Regions from separate parts of the Sus scrofa genome. Here region 2 is linked to region 1. Evidence: chromatin contacts called from public HiChIP or PLAC-seq data. All regions are on one chromosome and are shown on one strand. The core of a region is the stretch at or near the end of the contact, and the rest is flanking DNA. Distances in the headings are between cores, read along the strand shown.

Region 1 (3,141 bases), core at 478-2,977:
CACAGAGAACAAGCTGAGCATCCAGAGCAGCTGTTGGCGAAGGAGCCAGGGCGCCCTGCCTGTCCCACCCAAGCCAGGCATCTGCCCCCTCCGGGCAAATCTTCATGTCTCTTATCAACAGTCTGACAGCTTGGATGGCAGGCGGCATCTGGCCTCTCTCAGAGAGTGGCCCCGGGGCTGGCTTTCCCGGGCAGTGCGTCTCCACAGCCCGATCCTCTCTTGAAAAGAGCCTCCAGCTCTCGTCCTCTCCTCCTCTCTGGACGAACCCGACTCTGTGATCTCAGTTTCACACACAGGACCTGTTCAAGGACTCACCCGGGGAGTTCCCCTTGTGGCTTAACAGGTTAAGAACCTGACTAGTATCCTTGAGGACACGGGTTCAAACCCTGGCCCTTGCTCAGTGGGTTAAGGCTCCCTCATTGCTGCAAATGGCTCAGAGCTGGCTTTGCTGCGGCTGTGGTGTAGGCCGGCAGCTACAGCTCGATTCGACCCCTATCCTGGGATTTCCATATGCCGCAGGTGTGGCCCTAAAAAAAATAAATAAATAAAAGGAGTCACCCAGGTCCACTTCTCCTCCCACCTCTCCCAGATGGTCTCTGGGAAACGATCCTGGCCCGAGGAACCAGAGCTGGTGAGCAGAACCAGCTACCTAACATATGGCGCCCAAGTGCAAAACGAAAACACAAAGCCCCTTGTTCAAAAAGTACCAAGAACATCAAGACAGGGACCGTGAGCTGTGGTGTAGGTCGCAGACACGGCTCGGATCTGGTGTTGCTGTGGCTGTGGTGTAGGCTGGCAGCTACAGCTCTGATTCAACCCCCAGCCTGGGAACCTCCATATGTCGAGGATGCGGCCCTAAAAAGACAAAAAAAAAAAAAAAAAACCCAAAAGACAAAGGCAAAAAAAAAAATCTTTCCCTGTTGAAAGCACCTCTCTGGCTGCGGGGAAGAGAATGGATTCCCCGCATGTACCTCCCACCATTTGGCACGTTAGCCCCTTGGCCTGATTGTTAGTTTCAACCTGTGTTCGTGCGGCAACTTCTCTGCTGCTTAAAGTTGGAAGCCAGCCCTCGGACTGTTTGGATCCTTACACTGCCTTGCATTGAGTAGGTGCTCAGTAAACACTGCCAGATGGATCAGCTGACACCTTTGTTTCTGCAGGGATCTTCACGAGTCTTGCTTCTCAGACACGCATCAGCACCGCCTGGGAGCTGGTAGGAACTAAAGAATCCCAAGCCCCACACAGACCTCCTCCATCAGAATCTGCAATTCTGCAGGGTAACAAGATCTTCCAGAAATTTGCATACATGGGAAGGTTTGAGAGGCACACACTTCTAGAGAGTAGAATAACCAGAGGACCAGACCAGGAGGTGTGGGAAGGAGGAGGGGAGCCAGGAGGCAGGTTTGGGTGCATACAGTGGGCTCATCTAAGGATCGCTGTTACGAGTGGCAATCTCCCTGGGTCACTGAGTCTGAGTAATAAAGCTCTCTTCTATGTGGCAGACAATGGTTTCTCAATCGTTTATATGCATTAACTAATTTAGCCTTCACTACAGCCCTAGAGAGTGGTACTATTCGGATCATTGTGTCCATACTGCAGGTACAAACACTGAGGCCCAAGGAGGTTGAGATTATTCCAGAATCTTCAGCAGGTACACACATATGGCTGTACCTGGTGTTTAGGGCAGGGTCTGTTCTGATTGGTCCCTGCCTGTCCTACTGGTTATTCAATGTTTTGAACGTTGCTCTGGTTACACAGCTGGATGGAGGAGGCAGGATCCAAACCAGTCCACTGGGCTGGAGCCGCACTCCAAATCACGATCTTTTATCCGTCTAGCGCCATCGCCACCTAGAAACAGCACGCCTCAGGGACAAGCAATGTGTGTCGAAGTGCTTCGTAAGCTGGGCAGCGCAGTATAAATGCCAAAGGGATTCCTCCGCAGCAGAAGTGAAAGAAGCCTGTGAAAATAGGAGAAGCTGGGCTGTGTGAGGGCAGAGGAGAGTCTGCTGCGGAGAAACAGGATTCTCTGTGCTTGCTCAAGGGAGTAACTGAGGCAAGAAGGAAAAACTTCCCCGAGGAGAGCTCCAGGATCCGCGCAGGGAGGCTGGACTCGCCAGAGCCCAGCAGGCGCTAAGCAGATTAGCCCAGGCGTGTCCTCGCAGACGGACTGCGCCCTCCTGATATCACCCACCAGGGGGCGCTGCTCCCCAGCCTTCGTCCCACTGGACCCCACCTGCTCTCGGGAAACTAGGACTTGGAAGGAGTCCTAGTGAGCAAGCACCAGGGACTTTGAGAAGTGGAAAAGGAGGGAAGGCAGGATGGAATGGGGGCTTATACCACTTTCAATCCCCAAAACACCCCTACGGAGGAGCTCTTGTGCCTACAGATGAGCAGCATCTTTGAGGCCCAAAGATGCTGGGTAAGATCCCCCAAACCAGGAAATTAGAGAGAAGCAGGGCTAGGTCATTTGATTCCAACCTCACTTCCCAAGGGGACCACAAGTACATGGCAGCCCGTCTGACCCCGTCCTGTTGCTGGTGTACCTGCTTCTCTGGACCCCGTTTTCTGAGTGGAGGCTAGAGCCCCTGCGGCAACTGTACTCCCACAACAGTTTCAACAGCCAGGGTTCATAAATGTAGCCCTCTTCTTGAACTTGAAACTTTTGAGGTTGTGGGCTTCTGCTTCATTGTGTCTGGCTTTCAGGAATCCCACACCTGCCACCCCAACCCAACAGCCTCCCCATTCAGGCAAAACCTGGGGTCTCTTCTGCTCCAGAATCTGGCCCTGGGCCCCCAGAACCAGGTCCTCGTCTGCATTTCCATTGGAGCCTGTGGCTGGGGCCAAACCAGGCACCCAAAGTTTTTTTCTCTGCTCCTACCAACTCCTTTTATGGCCTCTGGGGCCAGTTCCTTCTTCATAATAAGTCATAACTGGAAAAGGCCTCTGAAGTCACTGAGTCCAACTTGCGCCAACACTTTCCTTTTCTAAAGAAAGAAAAAAAAATGTCCTTACGCCTCCCGGTCTCCAGGCAGGTTCCAAAGACAAAGACAGCGCGGCAGCGTTCTGCGTGAGAAGCAAACTCCAGCCCGGGGATGGGACCTGGGCACGCACCTGTAAAGTGGGGGTGGGGGGACCCTAGCC
Region 2 (3,240 bases), core at 177-2,676, 150 kb after region 1:
TGTGAAAACACAGAGTCAGCTCAGAGAACAGGGATTGACTAAACCTCCAGGGGAGGTGCCCTAAATGGTAACTACATCTTCACTGAGAGAAGAATTTAAGCATGTTCCATATGGTAGGTATAGGAAGAGATTAAGGTCAGTAGGAAAATGTAAAATTGGAATGGACAAGATTGCATTTTTTTTTCATCTGCATCATATGGTCACAGATTAACACTCCATTAAAACACCAAGCCTCACGACAGTGAGAAGGTTGCACCCGCTGCACCGTAACAGGCCTGAGGCAATGATTTCTATATCCTACTAAATCCTACGGTGTCCCCAACGTAATCAAATAATTGCTGGACAGCTCCACCAGCTCTACGCGTTAACCACACAAACTGGACGGAGCAGAAGCCTTTGCCAGGAGTCCCAGTGCAAAACCACAATACCTCGAGGCATCGCACCGCATCTCACACACACAAATTTAGGGCCCTTATTTCGCTGGAAAATAAAACTGAGGAGCTAAGGGAGAAGCAGCGACCGCCCAATGCCTCCAAGGGCCGAGACAGAGTTAAGATGAGGTCCATCTCAGACTTCTCCCGCCGCACCTGCCTCTCCAGCCCTGGAAGGAGCCACAAGTGAGGAAGAGAAGTTGTGGAAACAAGCCGCGGGGGGTGGGGTGGGGTGGGATGGGATGGGAGAACCCGAGACAGTTCGATACCCGCTTCTGCATTTGTCCCACACAAGGTCACTCGCTCCAAGTCACTTTTCCCTGCTGCCCGGGTGGGCTTCCCGCCAAAGAGGCAGCTGGGCTTCGAGGCCAGCCCACCGCGCCCCCTCGGCCCTTGCCTGCGGGCCGCAGCTCCTTCCCGGCCTCTCTTCTCGGACCCAAGCGCGCCTTCCCGACACCCGTTTCCGACGCCCTGCGCCTCTCTAAGCTCAATTCCGGGGCTCCTCGCCTCTAACCCCGGGGCTCCCGTCAACGTCCCCTCCCTCCCTCCCTCCGGACGTCCCTCTCCGCGCCTTCTGCGCCCCGTCCCGCCGGGGACCCGGGACGCCTTTCCTTCCCTCCCTTCCCACCGCCCCCTCCCGGGTGCCCACCTGGTGCGGCCCCCGCCCCCGGCCGGTCTCCTCAGCGAGCGGCCGCCTCCCAAGTCCTCCCGGCCCCGCCCCGCTCCCGGGTGGATACAGTTTGAAGCCCCTCAGGATCTCCTTGGCCCGCTCGTCCTTGGCTGACATGATGCGGCGGCCGCCGCCTGCGGCTCTCCCTCGCTGGCCCGGCGGAGCCTCGCAGATGGTGCCCAGGAGCCGAGGACCGAGCCGGCCTGGACACCTCGGGCGAGCAGCGGCTGCGACCAGACCCGGACCCGCCTCTCCCTCCCCTCAGCTCCCACTCCTGATCCCTTCTCCTTCCCCCTGGCCGCGGAGCGCCCGCCCGGAAGCCAATGGAAAGCCCGTCTTGGCGATTGGCATCTTGATCAACCAATAGAAACACTCAGCGGCTTCGCAGGGGGACGAAGAGCGTCAATGGGAAGGGCCCATCCCGGGAAGTCCCGTAGGACAGATTTTTTCATTCGGTGTGGTTGCCTAGAGTTTGCCTCAGAGGAGGGTTGGCTTCAGATCGGCAGAGGCTCCAGGGGCTTGCTCCTGCGGCTGGGGACAGTAGGGCTCTGAGATGACGGCAGGCTGCCCTGTGCGATGTGGCGGAGACTACACTTCCCAGCATTCTAGGGGGTTGTCCGAGGGACCACATATCCCAGCACGCAACAAAAAGCCCAGGGACTGCAAATCCCAGCATTCCCTGCACCCTAGTCCTCTGTAACTTAGATTCCAGTGTGCCGCGCAGTGTGCGCAAATTCATACATCTGCCTGTAGGCTTGGTGGTTTCTGAATCCCGAGACTTGAAACTCTTTGGGAAGATCCTCTTCAACCTCAAAAGAAGATGACAGCCCACAGAGAGACAACTTGTATTTACATGGAACTCAGAAATCTCCTGCAAATCATGGTAAGCCTGAAACAACAAACCCCAAAACACTGATTAAACCATGAAAGCTAATATAACAAAATGACTCGTTGAAATCAGGCTTGCTCGTTGGCCTGGGGCGCCTTTTACGTGTTTTGTAGAGGTCTCTGCTGTGCTCCTGCGTTGGACTGGAAGAGATATGGATTGTGAACTCAGAATATCAATACAGTTAGGCTTAGGAGAATTTGCTAATCCAGCCCCTGTTTTACATATGAAGAAACCGAGGCCCAAAGAGGCAAAAAGATTGTTCACAGGTTACAGCAAGTTGGGGCAGAGTTAGGATTGGGCTCTTAAGTCTACTGTAGTCTGGGCTCTTTGCTCTACACTAGGGTGGTGATATTTTTAGCAGCATGGCTATGCTATCTTAATATTCTCCTTGGTGAAGTTTTCCCACTCAGGTTGAAACACCCAGAGGTTAGTGGGAATAAAAAATGTTGCCTGCCATTTCAGTAAACAATGAATGTTACCCACTATCAAGCCACTGGCCACTGAAGCCACCCCGGAAGATGGGCTCAGAGGTGAATTCAGGATACATGGAGGAAAACAGGATACTTGCCCTACATAGTTAAGATGCATATCTAAGGAATAATTTCAATGAGCCCAGACTCTTGCTTCTTCCCATTCATAGAAAAGCATTAATCATTAATCCGAGATGTCTAGTTTTTGTGATTGGCAGTGCTCTTTTGTGTTCGACTAAATGTTCATTTTTTTTTCGGGAAAAAACTGTGTATCCTGGCTCCTCCCATATCTCTTTGGAGCAGTTCCTCAAAGCTATCTGAGGGGCTGTCTCCCAGGCTATAGTCCTCAATAAGTCCCCCCACCCCATCGCACCCCTGCCGGAAATAAAACATAACTCACAACTTTTAGGTTGTGTGTTTTTCTTCACTCGACCTTAGGTAAGCATTTATTTGGTGGATTTCCTACAAGTGAAGGAGGATAACGTTTGTTTATCCCCAGTCCAGATAAGACCTGGTGTTTTATTTATTCTTTGTTATTCAAGGTGACATTTAATGTGATTTCAGAAACTAGGCAAAATTGTAGTGTAAGCTAAGGTTTCCTTGGAGATCTGCTGTCTCTTTTCCTAGGCCTACGTCCCTCCTCCTGTCTCCCTTTTACCCACCTGGGAACTCATCCAATTTTTCCTTCCATGTAATTTAACAAACAGCTTTTTCAGTTTTCATTATTGGCCAGGCTCTCTGCTGGTAGAAAGTGAAAGACATGATCACTGCTAGCAGAAG

The links. HiChIP or PLAC-seq counts read pairs in DNA pulled down with a chosen protein or histone mark.
Region 2: a contact with region 1 is called in an H3K27ac HiChIP or PLAC-seq map of alveolar macrophages. The contact joins the promoter of PDE6D here to the enhancer-like site in region 1. A contact is called at or near these places in 5 of 47 Hi-C or Micro-C datasets (brain, embryonic fibroblasts, heart right ventricle and 2 more) and 1 of 2 datasets of contacts at active chromatin or transcription factors (alveolar macrophages).

What each region holds. Positions count from the first base shown.
Region 1 is chr15:132,278,419-132,281,559 of Sscrofa11.1, forward strand. No RefSeq gene overlaps it. Among named protein-coding and RNA genes, the nearest start is that of TEX44, 14 kb to the left of the region's middle. Within about 2 kb of position 1,728, at least 53 of the 83 cell types and tissues checked have an H3K27ac peak or open chromatin away from gene starts, as enhancers often do. A contact at or near this core is called in alveolar macrophages, brain, embryonic fibroblasts and 2 more, where this site is marked.
Region 2 is chr15:132,425,252-132,428,491 of Sscrofa11.1, forward strand. PDE6D (retinal rod rhodopsin-sensitive cGMP 3',5'-cyclic phosphodiesterase subunit delta) reads right to left here and starts at 1,427. Exons shown (of 5, transcript XM_003483755.4): 1 at 1,169-1,427. The coding sequence starts at 1,218. COPS7B (a long non-coding RNA gene) reads left to right here and starts at 1,772. Exons shown (of 7, transcript XR_002339490.1): 1 at 1,772-1,984.